2 separate regions of the Sus scrofa genome follow, and region 1 is linked to region 2. The links are chromatin contacts, called in public HiChIP or PLAC-seq maps. All regions are on one chromosome and are shown on one strand. The core of a region is the stretch at or near the end of the contact, and the rest is flanking DNA. Distances in the headings are between cores, read along the strand shown.

Region 1 (6,603 bases), core at 1,854-4,353, 310 kb after region 2:
GGGTTCTCTCAGTTGTGACAAGTTTGGGGGCTGCCATGTACTGTCCTTGAGTCTTGGGTTCTCTGCCCTTCACTTGCTGAGTAAGGTCTCAACTTTTATGGCCATCTTGCTGTTTTTCTAGTGGTTTGATGGGACAGCAGGAGAACCAATGAGGTCCTCTTTGGCCTTTGCTCTCAGGGTTCACTTTTTTTTTTAAATTACTCAGTGAATTTTATTATGCTTACCGTTGTACAACGATCGTCACAACCCAATTTTACAGCATTTCTATCCCACAACCCCAGTGCATCTCCCCACCCCCGAACCCGTCTCCTTTGGAAACCGTAAGGTTTTCAAAGTCTGTGTGTCAGTATCTGTTCTGCAAAGAAGTTCATTGTGTCCTTTTTTTAGATTCCACATGTCAGGGATAGCACATGATGTTGGTGTCTCACTGTCTGACTGACTTCACTAAGCATGATAATTTCTAGGCCCATCCAAGTTGCTGCAAATGCTCAGGGTTCACTTTTGCTCAGCCACTTAACCCAGCAGCCAGGCTAGAGGTTTACCCAGGGTGTATCTGTGCCTGTATTGGACTCAGTTCACCGGCCTCCAAAAATTCACTTGCCCCACCTGCATGCCCTACCCAGGGCCTTGGCCCCCGTTTTTTGGACAGGCCAGCGGCTACTATTATTGTCTCATTTACAAACACATCTGGCTGTGTTAGCTTCCTTTGGGAGGACAGTTAGGTCTTGACAGAGCTTCTAATGTGCCCACTGTGGTGGGACAGCAGTGGCCTGATTTGACTGAACTATAGGTTCCTCTCACCATTTTTGGTCTCAGACGAACCACTATGCTTTGGGTGTGGGGTCTGGTGCCCCCTGTGGCCACCAGAGTGGTGAGGTGATGCAACCCTTCTTTTCTCCCTAAGAAGTGAAGGTTCTTCATGGTCTGTATGACAGAGCAACTAAGTAGTTTTTTTTTTTATTTTTTTGTCTTTTGTCTTTTTAGGGCCACACCTGTGGCATAGGGAGGTTCCCAGGCTAGGGGTCTAATCGGAGCTGTAGCCACCAGCCTCGCCACAGCCACAGCAACGTGGGATCTGAGCCACATCTGTGACCTACACCACAGCTCACAGCAATGCTGGATCCTTAGCCCACCGAACAAGGCCAGGAATCGAACCCGAAACCTCATGGTTCCTAGTCGGATTCGTTTGCGCTGCGCCACAATGGGTACTCCCTAGCTGTGGTTTTTTTTTTTTTGGTCATACTATTTATATTTTCTTTCCTTCCTTCCCTGACTCACTTCCCTTTCCCCTCTTATTCTTGTGGTCCTGGGATTATACTTCCTGATGAAATCTTACCACCTCAGCTTTGCTTCAGGCTCTGTTTTCTAGGGAACCAGAGAACACGAGGAATCACAATATAGCCAAAGGCTTGAGGGAGCCAAGGCTGGGTTAGGCAGCAGTGTGAGGCACCAAATATATACTGAGCTCTTAAACTGTCCTATTATTTCAAAGCCTTTTGCCTGGTCTCTGTCCAAAAGGAGCTTACAATCTGGTGAGGCCCTGGAAATTGTTCAGATGGGCTTAGAGCACTAAGGAGGAAAAACACATTTTGGGGAAGTCCAGGGGACCATGGAAGGCTCCACTGTGGATGGGCCTTAAAGAAAGTCTCCAGTCCTCACAGTGGAGGTTTACATCATTCTTATAACCAAGAAGCCGGCTGTGCCCGAGACGCAGGACACACTCAGGATGCAACAAAGCCAGAGAGAAGACAGGGCACCTTAGGGCCTCTTGTCGAACCTTATTTACCTATTTACTTCTTTGTTTATTGTCTGCTCTTTCTCCCCCTCCTCGATATAAAAGCTCCTTGAGGGTACAGGTTTGGTGTCTTATCTACCGTGAGTCCTCAGCAACAGAAACAGTGCCTGACACTTAGCAGAGGCACCATAAATATGGCGACTGATTCACTCATCTGGGGTTAACATCCAGATAACATTAAGGGAGGAGACTGTGATCCAGCTCCAAGACTCAAGGAGTAGGCAGATGTGCCTCTCTTTTACTGACCTCGGGTTAAGTGGCACTTGTCCCTGATGGCGCCTTCCCTCATTTCTTCACATTTACCGTGTGCCTGCTTTGTGCCCGGCACTGTGCCCGGTATAACTGACACAGCACGAAGCACACGGAAGTAACGCCGACCTTGAGGCAGCTTAGAGACTTGAGGGAGCGACAACGACAGCACACAGACAATTATAAAGCAATGTGATCAGTGCTGTCGCTGCTGAGAGGAATTCGCTAATTCCTCGCGTGGGTTACGGAAGGCAGGCCCCGACTGGGGGAGCGCCCGGCTTTCCCGACTCAGGTGGGACCTCTTCTGACGCTGAGGTCAGATCTCGGAGGAGACAGGGCCCGGAAACGGCCCTGTTTTCTTACGAGAACCAGGCAGACGGCAGGCACAGGGCGTGCGGCCTGAGGCTGGGCCCAGAACACGGTCCCCGGCCCGGCCGAGGCCGCGGTCTCCCAGCTCAGGACCCGGTGCCTGCGACTTCCCAGAGAGGCACGACCAAGGCGAGGACGCCACCTCCGGCTTCGGCGCGGAGCGGCGGAGGGTGGAAGCCGCCAGGGCTGAGGCCGCAGCCCTTCTCACGACGAGGCAGCCGCCCAACACCTCAGCTCCCGCTTCTTTGCGAAGGCCCTTCAGAACCTCAGCATTTTCTCCTTCGCCCAAGGGCCCCTCCTCTGCGGTCTCCCCCGGGCCCACCCGAGACCGTGACGATAATGAGGACTTGCTGAAGGCCCGCATCCTTGGAAGGTGACATCTAAATACCTGTCGCCTCGTGAGACTAGACTCACCTCGTGAGAACAGTGGAAGGTGGAAAAACAGAAGTGGGGGCCTTGGGTCGTCTAGGCCTTTAGGAAGTGTCGGGTTTTTTCAAAAAAATTTCTTTCACAGCTGGGAAGCGAGGCCCCCTTCACTTTCTTCTAAGTACGTGCAACCTCGAAACTACAAGTCCCACAAGGCCGGCCCGGGGCGCCACCATCTTGACACAGCTTAGCGCGCATGTCGGCGGGAGGGAGAGCGTTTGGGGAGAAGAACCCCGCCTCCTTGCAGCCCATTGGTCGAGGGGGCCGGCAGCGGGCTCAGCGGTTGGCCACCGCGCCCGCCCGTCCGTCACGTCGGCGGGGGTCAGAGTGCGCGGAGGTGAGTCGGTGTGTTGTGGACTCGTGGTGCTGGCTGCCGCTGTTGAGGCGGCCGGGAACGGGCGGTGGGGAGCGGGCGGAGCTGGCCCTGCTTCTGCCTGGCCGGCGCCGCAGTCGGCGCGGGCCGCGCCCGCCGCCGTAAACTGCCCTGAGCGCCTGCTCAGGCCGAGGGAGACGTCGGGGCCTGCACCTGGAGCGAGCCTGCCGCGCTGGCCCCGAGGAGGGGGCGTTGCCATGGCGACAGCCTCTCCCGCAGCTGAAGGGGGGCGGGGGCGGCCCTGGGAAGGAGGGCTGGTCTCCTGGCCCCCTGCTCCTCCCCTTACTCTCCCCTGGACTTGGATGGGCCCGAGTTGGGGGCAGCACCCCGGGGTGGGTGATGCGGAGAGGCCCCCCAGATTGGGCCCTGGTCATGCATGCGGGGTGAGGGTCGCGGCGCGCAGTTTGTGCAGCCTGGGGTGCTCGCCCATGTGCTCACCCTGGGTGCACGAGCCACTGAGTAACGTTCTGGTGGAGAGGGAGAGGGGCAGGGCTTTGCAAGACAGACCCGCCGAGGTGATTAAGGGTGCTGACTTCTTTCCTGGGATTACTTAGGAGGAGGAAGAGGGGTTTGACTAAAGAGGTTAGAAACCCCGCGAGGAGATAGTAGATGGAACATCCCCTTTACCCACTCCCCATCCCCTAGGCAGACACACAAGGTTAGCTGTTTCCTTCTTAGAAAGTCTGTAGCGATGGCGATAGTGATGGTGGAAGGAGTGAATAAGGAGGGCTAACCTGGCTAGCTTTCTGTTTGCTTTTCCTGCAAGTGTTCCAGCAACAGGTGTTTCCTTAAAACAAAAAGGCATGAACTTGGATCGGGGCTTGACTGTGAACTCTTGTAAAGTATAACTGCGACGTGTTGCCTCGGGAGCTTCTGAATGTGGCCCCTCACTGGGGATGTGGATTCTGTCTTTAGGTCTGGATTTTGCAAAATGATAGTGCCCATCGTTACCTGTGCTGTAAGTCGCTGGCCAGGTCTCTGGTATTAGTTCTTGTCAGAGGTTTTATCGGTCTCCCAGCTGAAGGGCAAAAAACCAGGAATCCCATTGGCTCAAGACTATGTACACTGTTTGAACTCGTGAGTTGTGATGGGTTGGATGATTTTTGTGTGTAGAGTTCCTACGGGAAATTGGCTTCATCAAATTCTGCTTTATTCTGACTTTATCATACACAGCATGCCTTGTTTTAGTGGGTTCATGCCTGGAGCCTAAGTATATTATACCTGAATCCCCTACCATTTAAAAGGCAATTTATAAACAGGGTCTTGGAGTGTGACCCCACTAATGTGTGTGTCTGTGGTCTTGGTTAGAAACCCACTTGGCTGCCTGTCGTCAGAGAGGTGGGGGCCGTGTGGTGGGGGAAGGTAGCTGCTGGGAAGTGATTGATAAGGTTTCCTTGATGGATTCTGTGGTGCTTCACTGGAGCTCAGAGCACTTTGGCAACTTAAGCACTCCAAATTAAAAGCTCATTAACAATTCCTGCCCAAAGATCCTGTAAATAATCGGCTAGCTAGGTCACAGAGCTTGGCTGAAAGCTCTCCTTCTAACTTGAAATTTCCAAATAAAAGTGCTTTTATTCCCTTTCATTTTGGAAAGTGTTTTCTTTGGGTTGGGGTAGATTGGTGAGTGGCATTTTCCCAGGGGATCTGCGCAGGATAAAGTGTTGAGAATGTAGAGTGGTGGACAGGAATAGGTTGCTTCTAAACCTAGGAGTTTCTTTGTTCAAAGGATGTTGCTAGCTCTTAAGGGCACCTTTGCAACTTCTAGTCCTTTGGAAGATCTGATTGGTAAAAGGCATTAAGACTTACGTGACCTGAAGAGAAACCAGAGCGTGGAAGATTTGCGAATTAAGTGATAAAAATGATCGGTACTCATTGATAATTTGACTTGGAGTTTGGTTATCTTGACTTTTTTAGAACTTGAGGCAGACCTGGATGTATCCTGCAAGCATTTCATGTGTGGCCATTTGCAGTGTGGCCTGTAGCTTTGTGGCACCCACCCCTTCCTCCAGTCCTGGCCTCAGCTCCTGACTTCTGAATATTGTTAGCCTTTACAAGTGCCCCCTCCTTGACTAGACTAGGATTCTGGATTATCCTCAGAGCCACCACTTCATGGTCATCCTTCTCAGTCCAAGCTCAGATGTTTTAAATGTTTAGTGTTTCTAGGTTAAGATAAACTCCTTAGGAAGAAAAGTATGCCAGCAGAGTACATGAAATTCATCATTCTTAAAATATGTACAGTTGACCATTGAAAAATGCAGGGCTTAGGGATGCTGACACCCCCCTCCACAGTTGAAAATCTGCTTATAACTTTTGACTTCCCCCAGAGTTTACTAATTGCTTACTGTTGACCAGGAGCCTTGCTGATAACATAAGCAATTGATTGACATATTTTGGAATGTTAGATGTATATCTACATGTATTTAATGCATTCATAACATCTTAACTTTTTCTTAAAATTGTTTTGGTTTTTCTAGGCTATGTGATCTAGCTGCAAGTTTTTTTCCAAGTTGTCACAAATTTCCAAGAAAATACCCATTATATTTATTGAAAAACATCTGCATATGATTCGACCCACAGAGTTCAAACCTGTGTTATTCAAGGGTCAACTCTAGTACCAGTAGCTTCTGAAAGCTCTGTACCAGCCCTGTGCTTCCCCATAGATAGCCGTTACGCCAAAGGAGTTTGATTTAGGAGTTTGAAGGATAGTGTGGTCCTTCAGTTATTTCAAACAGCAACCCCCTGGGGATTTGATCCTTTCTATTGAAATAGACTTGTTGCAGAGATGTGTGTTTATCCACAGCATTGGGGCTTTCCAGCTCTCACAGAACCTTCAGCATCCCCGGCGGCCAGTCTTGGCATCTTCGAAGTAAGGAGAGGTGAGAATCCTGCTGCCTGGTCAACAGGCTTGACGTCTTCCTTATGAGTATATGGGCTTGGAGGGTGGGGAGTGGGGACTGGTGCAGATTGTATTGTCTGTAGCTTTTTTGGGCAAGATGCCATATGCTGAAAGGCTACTGAAACTTACCTGAAGTCTAAAGTGGTGCGGGTTGGAGGTGGGGTGTCTAGACTTTCAAGTTCTATCAGGATTGCTTTGTGGGCATTGCTTTTACGTAGGAGGGTTTACTTGAAGTTCAGGAAGCTTGAGTACAGCTGGAATAATCCTTTATCCTGAGAAATGCACATCTTGAGGTACCAGGAGGATCTTGCTCATTTGCCCCTTGATAAATGCACTTGACCAGGGCCCTTGGGGTCTTGGTTTAATTTGGGTGGCTCACCTTTGGGTGGGTGGTTAATCCCTGCTTAGCTCCATTTTACAAGGATTGGGGCTGGTTAAAAGGTGGACTCTGATGATTGATAGCCAGGATCTCAGAGGCAGTTTGTTGAATAACTA
Region 2 (6,397 bases), core at 1,349-3,848:
CCCAGGCTAGGAGTCAAATCAGAGCTGCAGCTGCCCGTCGACACCACAGCCACAGCAACGCGGGATCCAAGCCACGCCTGCGACCTACACCACAGCTCACGGCAAGGCTGGATCCTTAACCCACTGAGCAAGGCCAGGGATCGACCCTGCGTCCTCACGGATGCTGGTCAGATTCATTAACCACTGAGCCACGATGGGAACTCCACAAATATCCCTTTAAACAAACTTCTCCATCAGTGCTTTGGATTCCCTACCTTATTCTTTTTCTGGGGGTGCCATTCTGTCAGTTATCTCCTCTCCCCTATAATATTATCTTTTTCCTCTTTGCTGGATCCATGCCAACGGCATCTCTCCCATTTGAATAAAAACTTGTTTCTCCTTCCAGCTACTGCTTTCTCTCTTTTCTCCCAAAGAGTCAAACTTCTTGAAAGCGCAGCCTTCACTTCTTCACCTTCCCACGCCCTTCTCAACTCACTGTAATGCAACCTCTGCTCCCAGCACTCCACTGAATCTGCTTTTACAAAGGTTAACTACCACTTCCTTGTTTCTAAAACCAGTGGATTTTTTTCAGGCCTTATTTCACTTGATTAGTCATCAGCCTCCAGCACTTTCCTCCCTTGGTTTCTGGAAAACCACGTTCTTCTACTACTGATTATTTAACTGCTCTAGACACTTCATCTCAATTACCTTTGCAGATTCAACCGTCTTTGCCAGAACCTCAAATATGGGTGCTTCTTAGGGCTTTGTTCGAGGCCCGCTTCTCTTCTTATTTTATATATACCCTCTGGGCAAGCCCCGAATCCATCCACTGGTGTGACTGCCATCTATAAGGCACCACAGACTACCCATTTTTATTTCCAGTTTAGACTTATCTTGCAAATTCCAGTCCAGGACTCCTGGACACTTCCACCTGGATGACCCACTGGCGCCGCAAACTCACCATGCCCAGAGCTGACCCTCTCTTAAAAACGCTGTTTGCCCAAGCCAGGAATTTAGACGTCATTCTCCATTCTTCCCACTTACCCCACATCCAACCAGTCGCCAAGTTCAGTTCTTTAAACTCATAAGTGACTAAGGAATCCATCCCTTCCTCTTCATTCCTGTTAGTTCTCCAAGCTTCTGGCTACCACAATCCTTACTGAAACAATTACTGAAACAACTTCCTCATTGGTCTCCCTCCTCCCAACCCCCAATCCATTCTTGTCATTGATCTTTCTAAAACAAATCTGGAGTTCTCTTGTGGCCACAGCAGGTTAAGGATACGGTGTTGTCACCATAGAGTCACTGCTGTGGCGCAGGTTCAATTCCAGCCCCGGTAATTTTCACATGCCACAGGCATAGCCAAGAAAAACAAAGACACAAATCTGATTGTTACTATTTTGCTTAAAGCCCTGCAGACTCCCCATTGTCCTCAGAATAAAGTCTAAGCTCTTGTGCTCATCGGTGTAAATGCACTGGAAAATTTTTCCATCAGTAAGATTTACCCATAAGCTCAGAGCTGAGCTTGACATCAAAGACCTTCCAGGATCTGGGCCTACCTGTTCTTCCAAGGTTGCTCTCCCATTGTCTCTCTTCTGTCCAGAGATGCTCATAATTCCTGGTATAGCTTCTCACTTTCCTCTCTCTGAGTCCTGCAAGGATTCGTATCTCCCAGCATCTTTCAAAGCCCAGCTTAAGAGGCATCCACACTGCCATAAATGCCCCTTTTTATCCTGAGCTGCTAAAATCCTTAGGGCCTACTCTTATGTAGTATTTTATCCCTTGCACAGAATTACAGTTGACTCCTGCTCAAGACTTATGGAAGTCAAGGCCAAGAAATGTAATCCTCACTAGAGTCCACCTACAAAACAGGTGCTCAGGATTTTTTTTTGTCTTTTTGCCTTTTCTAGGGCCGCTCCCGCGGCATAGGGAGGTTCCCAGGCTAGGGGTCTAATCGGAGCTCTAGCCACCCGCCTACACCAGAGCCACAGCAACTCGGGATCCGAGCCGCGTCTGCAACCCACACCACAGCTCACGGCAACTACGGATCCTTAACCCACTGAGCAAGGCCAGGGATGGAACCCACAACCTCATGGTTCCTAGTCGGATTCGTTAACCACTGCGCCATGACGGGAACTCCAGGAAACATTTTTTAAGTGCGGGAATAAATGTAAGAAAACTGTACTGCTTAACCCCTTTTGTCCCGCACGAACAGGACATTCTCTAAAGTCTTCCCAGGAGATACCACCTCCTCTGCATCCCACCCACCCAGCAGCCAAAATATGCCTCCATCCACCGGGGGGGCGGATGGGCTAGCACGCACCCCTTTGGCCGTTTTGTACGGTTTTCTACCTCCAGCCCTCGGAGTTGCGGCTGGTGGAAGACAGTAGAGGCAGCTAGCTAATGTAACTCAAAGGACACTGCTGTCCCCTTCGTAGGATAACACGCGGTTGGGACGGGAAACCTTTCCCATCCCCAGAACATAGCAGCTCTCCCGCAGACTCTTACCGACGCAGGACGGTAGCGACTCTTCCTGACCGGCGTCTTGGCTGGCCAATACTTGACCGAGATCAAGAGAGTCAGCCAATGGCGGTGGGCCAGGGATAGAGTGGGGCGGGGCGCTGTTGCTATGGCCGAGCTAGCCGGTTGCAGCGAGAGGCTCTGAAAGAGACTCGGTGGTTGCTAGGGCGGGAGGTCACAGAGCGCAGCTCAGGGATTGGGCAGCGTCGAGGGAGGTGGGTGGTGATTGGGCGGCGCCCAGGAGGCGCCCTGGTGAGGCGCGGACTTGCGAGCGTGAGTTCCGGCGAGAGGCCCGAGCTGAGGGCCCGCGGCTTCACGATGGCCTCGGCCCAGCTGGACTACACCATCGAGATCCCGGATCAGTCCTGCCGGAGCCAGGGTATGGAGCGGGGGTTGGGTCCGATCGTGGGGAGGTGACGGAGCGAGTCGTGGGCAGCAAGCGCAGCTGTGGCCCCGCCCCTCTTGCAGCCCCGCCCCCTCGCGGCCCACCCGCTCCTGGGGTCCCGCAGGTCCTGGACTTGGTCCGGCCAGAGAGCCCCGCCCCCTAGTCAGCCCCGCCCCAGAATGTTCGCCGCGTCCAAGCCCCGCCCCTTCACTGCGTCTCCGCCCACCTCCCCCAACCCAGCTTGGAGGTCTTTTCACCGTCTGTTTAGTGGGAGTTTTCCGGTCCCTGCCCGGGTTTCTCTCCTGGTAGCTGAAGGCTGCCGAGGGCGGGGGCCCCCCTGATTCCACTTTTGGGGGGCGGGATTCCCACTGCTGTTGTTGTTAGGGGTCCGGCCTTTTTAGTCCCACCATTTTCCCCGAGGTCTTTGCAGAAGCCCACCTTCATCCCTCCCTCTCCACTCCTCCTGGAAGTGGTTAACCGCCGTGTCTGCCAGGAGGTAGAAGGTGGTTCACACCTGACTCCTCTCTTTAGTAGCTGGGTGACCTCTGGCAGTCTTCCTCCGGCTCTTTGCCTGGATTTCCTCATCTGCAAAACCGAGGCACCAATAGTCACCTCCCTCGTAGGGTTGTTGGTTGCGCAAGTGAGATTATTTGTGTAAAGGACCCAGCAGAGGGCCTGGCACGGAGTGTGTTTAGTGATTAACCTTTTCCTTCCTATCAGAAAGGTGTGGGGGAGGCACCACCAAACCAGTAGCCTATAGAGCAGGTCTGGATCACTGGCAGTGTGAGTAGGATCAGGGGCCCAGGGCATGGAAAGTTTAGCCCAGGTGGGGAATTACGGTAGAGGAGCCTTGAAGCACACGCCAGCCTGAACTACACGTGCATTCCTCCACACGCCTTCACACCTCCCTTAGCACAGCCAGCAGCAGCTCAGCCTTTTCCGCTGCCACCATGGCATTCTTCCTAATGCCCAGGTTTGATTTTCTCACTGTTCTGTGTAAAACCCTTCAGTGGCTCCTTCTTGCCCGCAGGATAAATCAGGTCCAGATTCTTTAGCCCGCATTCAGAGTCCTTTATAATTTAGCGGCGTCCCTGCTTCTCGCTTTCATCCCTATGTCCTTCCACTGTTCAATTTAAGTTTTATGTTCTGGCGGCCCCAAGCTGCTTGTGAGTCTCTGCACACTTCTTGCTTCTTTGCTTTTGCTCTCGCTGCCTCCTCTCGAATGTCCTTTCCCCCGTGCCGTGCCACACTGCCACCTCCCCTGTCTGGTTTATCATGTCAGGCTTTGCTCAGATGTTACCTCCTTCAGGAGAGCCTTCCACACCCCTCCCAGAGCCTCTTGTGTCCCTCGGGTGGGGTCTAGGAGGGGAGGGCAACCCCCAGGCTTTCCCAGAACAAGCTGGCTCCAGACCCACCGTATTTCCCTCAAGCTGGATCTGCTGGCTGCGGGCTCTCGGGCTTATAGATGTAAACGTGCTTTTGAGGAGGGTTTCGCATCAGCAGGAGATGAAGCCAATTAATATTATTGCCCTCAGAGAACCCTCAGCTGCAAAGGGCTGGAGCTGCCTTCTGCATGGCCCAGGAGGGCAGTTCTCCCTCAGCCCAGGTGGGCAGCCTGGCGGTCTTGGTTTGCGTTTCAGTTCTACCTCCTGCTGTTCTATGGCTTTGATAAGTTATTGAACCTCCCTGAGCCTCAGATTCCCCGACTGTCAATCGGGAGTAATGAGAGTGCCTGCGTCACAACAAGGTGGTGACTGGGTGTGAGTGTCTGGCCTGGAGCAGGTGCTCTGTTGGCCTCTATTTCTTCCCCTGACGGCTCCCCTCCCTGCTTCAGGAGGTGGGGTCCTGGAACTGGCAGAAATCTCAGGGGGCCACTTTGTCCTGCATCTTTCTGCTGGCATGAGAGCATTCTGTTCTCATACCAGCCCCTTCCCTGTCAGGATGCTTCCTCCTTAATATCCTGGCCGGTTGGAGGCAGCTGGGATTGTTAGAAAGCACTTCCCTTTCTTGAGCCACAATGGGCCTTCCTGTCATTTCTTTCAGTTCAGCAGTTTGCGGTGTCCTGGCGGTGGCTTAGTTGCTGGTGCCTCAGAAGTGACTCACAGGCAGACTCCCTTTAAGGAGCCGTGTTTCTGGGGAGGGCCGAGGGCTCAGAAGCAGGTGCTTTCACAATGATGTGGTAACTGCAGGGCTAGGGGGTCAGACGCAGAGTAAGGCAATCTGTTCCTCTCTTTTCAAGGGTCCAGCTTCCTCGATCCAAGAGAAACACCTCCAGGGCCTTCAGCTGTTCCCCCGCTGGTGTGGCTCTCATAACCTTCTGCTCACTCCTCTGCTCTGGCTTCGGGTCCTCAGGCCTTCCGCTCTCAAAGTGTAGACTCAAGAGTTGAACTTGAGCCTGGAGGACCCCTCAGAAGGAAGTGACAGCACTGTGACCCCCTGAATCTCTTTGCTTCCCATCTGCAGACAGCTCCCTGCCGGCTGACATGCCTTCACAGAGTGGCAATCTCGGGGGGCTCCAGAGATCGATTCTCTTTGGCAGTTACTGTCCAGAGGTGGAGAAGCATGCATGACAGTCATGTTTGGTGTCTGGAATTCCTTTTCCCCCATATTTGAGCCTCAGGGCCACGGAGCCCAGCGCTGCTGTGAGTTCTTGGGGGGGAGCAGCTGCCGCGGGGACATCTGTTAGCAGGAAGGCAGCTGCAGATCTGGGGTCGTTCAGAGCCCAGGGGCCTTCTGCTGGGATTCCCACCAGCAAGTACCCGTGGCTGTCCGTGCCAAGTGAGGGTGGTCTGCCTGGTCCTTTGCTGAAGTCGATCCCTTGACCCGGCATTTCCCCCCACCCCAACCACTCTTCTCTGACCAGTGAGCCCCTCTCCCTCCTACCACCCGGCTCTCATCTCATTTCCTTGGGGAAGGTTCTGGGCTCTGGGCTCCCACAGCAGGGATCCCTGCCGTGTTGTTTGGAGGGCTTTGCTCACTGCCAGGGCCTGGGGAAGATGACGTGCCAGATGAGCTGAAAGGAGGCATGTGGCAGCACTTTGGCCTGGCCCGAGCCGCTCTGCCATCCCAGGTCATGGCTGCGCTGCCCCTCCTTCCAGCCAGGGAATGGTCAGCCAAGTCCTCCCTACCCGCTGCCCCCCTGTGGCTTGCTGGCAGGCCAGCAGGGCTTCTTAAAGGCACCCTGTTGCTCTCATGGTCAGTAAACAGTTCTAGAAATAATCGATTCACAGAATTAATGGAGCTCCCTCTTAGAGTACAAAGAAAGCCTTGCAGGGATCAGAGGTGGGAAGCACAGGTTTGTTGTGAGCCCAGGCTAATTGTCAGGCGGCTCTTCTGCTAAGCACTGGCCGGGGTCAAAGACATGTAGACCTGGACTTAACCCCCAGGAAGTTTCTGGCACCAGGGCAATAGTCTGGCTGGACCACAGTCCGGACCACCATGGTGGGCCCCGGGCTCGGCTGGCTTCCTGGAAAAGAGTGGCCCAGGCTGCAGCTGTCAGAGGGCTGGCAGGTA

Evidence for each region. HiChIP or PLAC-seq counts read pairs in DNA pulled down with a chosen protein or histone mark.
Region 1: a contact with region 2 is called in an H3K27ac HiChIP or PLAC-seq map of alveolar macrophages. The contact joins the promoter of ERI3 here to the promoter of TMEM53 in region 2. A contact is called at or near these places in 2 of 2 datasets of contacts at active chromatin or transcription factors (alveolar macrophages and skeletal muscle).

Annotation. Positions count from the first base shown.
Region 1 is chr6:166,954,138-166,960,740 of Sscrofa11.1, forward strand. ERI3 (ERI1 exoribonuclease 3) reads left to right here and starts at 3,104. Exons shown (of 8, transcript XM_021096801.1): 1 at 3,104-3,176. LOC106507672 (a long non-coding RNA gene) reads right to left here and starts at 3,033. Exons shown (of 2, transcript XR_001303830.2): 1 at 2,828-3,033.
Region 2 is chr6:166,642,505-166,648,901 of Sscrofa11.1, forward strand. It overlaps TMEM53 (transmembrane protein 53), which reads left to right and starts at 2,599. Exons shown (of 3, transcript XM_003482099.4): 1 at 2,599-2,878. The coding sequence starts at 2,818. It overlaps C6H1orf228, which reads right to left and starts at 2,497. Exons shown (of 18, transcript XM_021096783.1): 1 at 2,303-2,497; 2 at 1,539-1,631.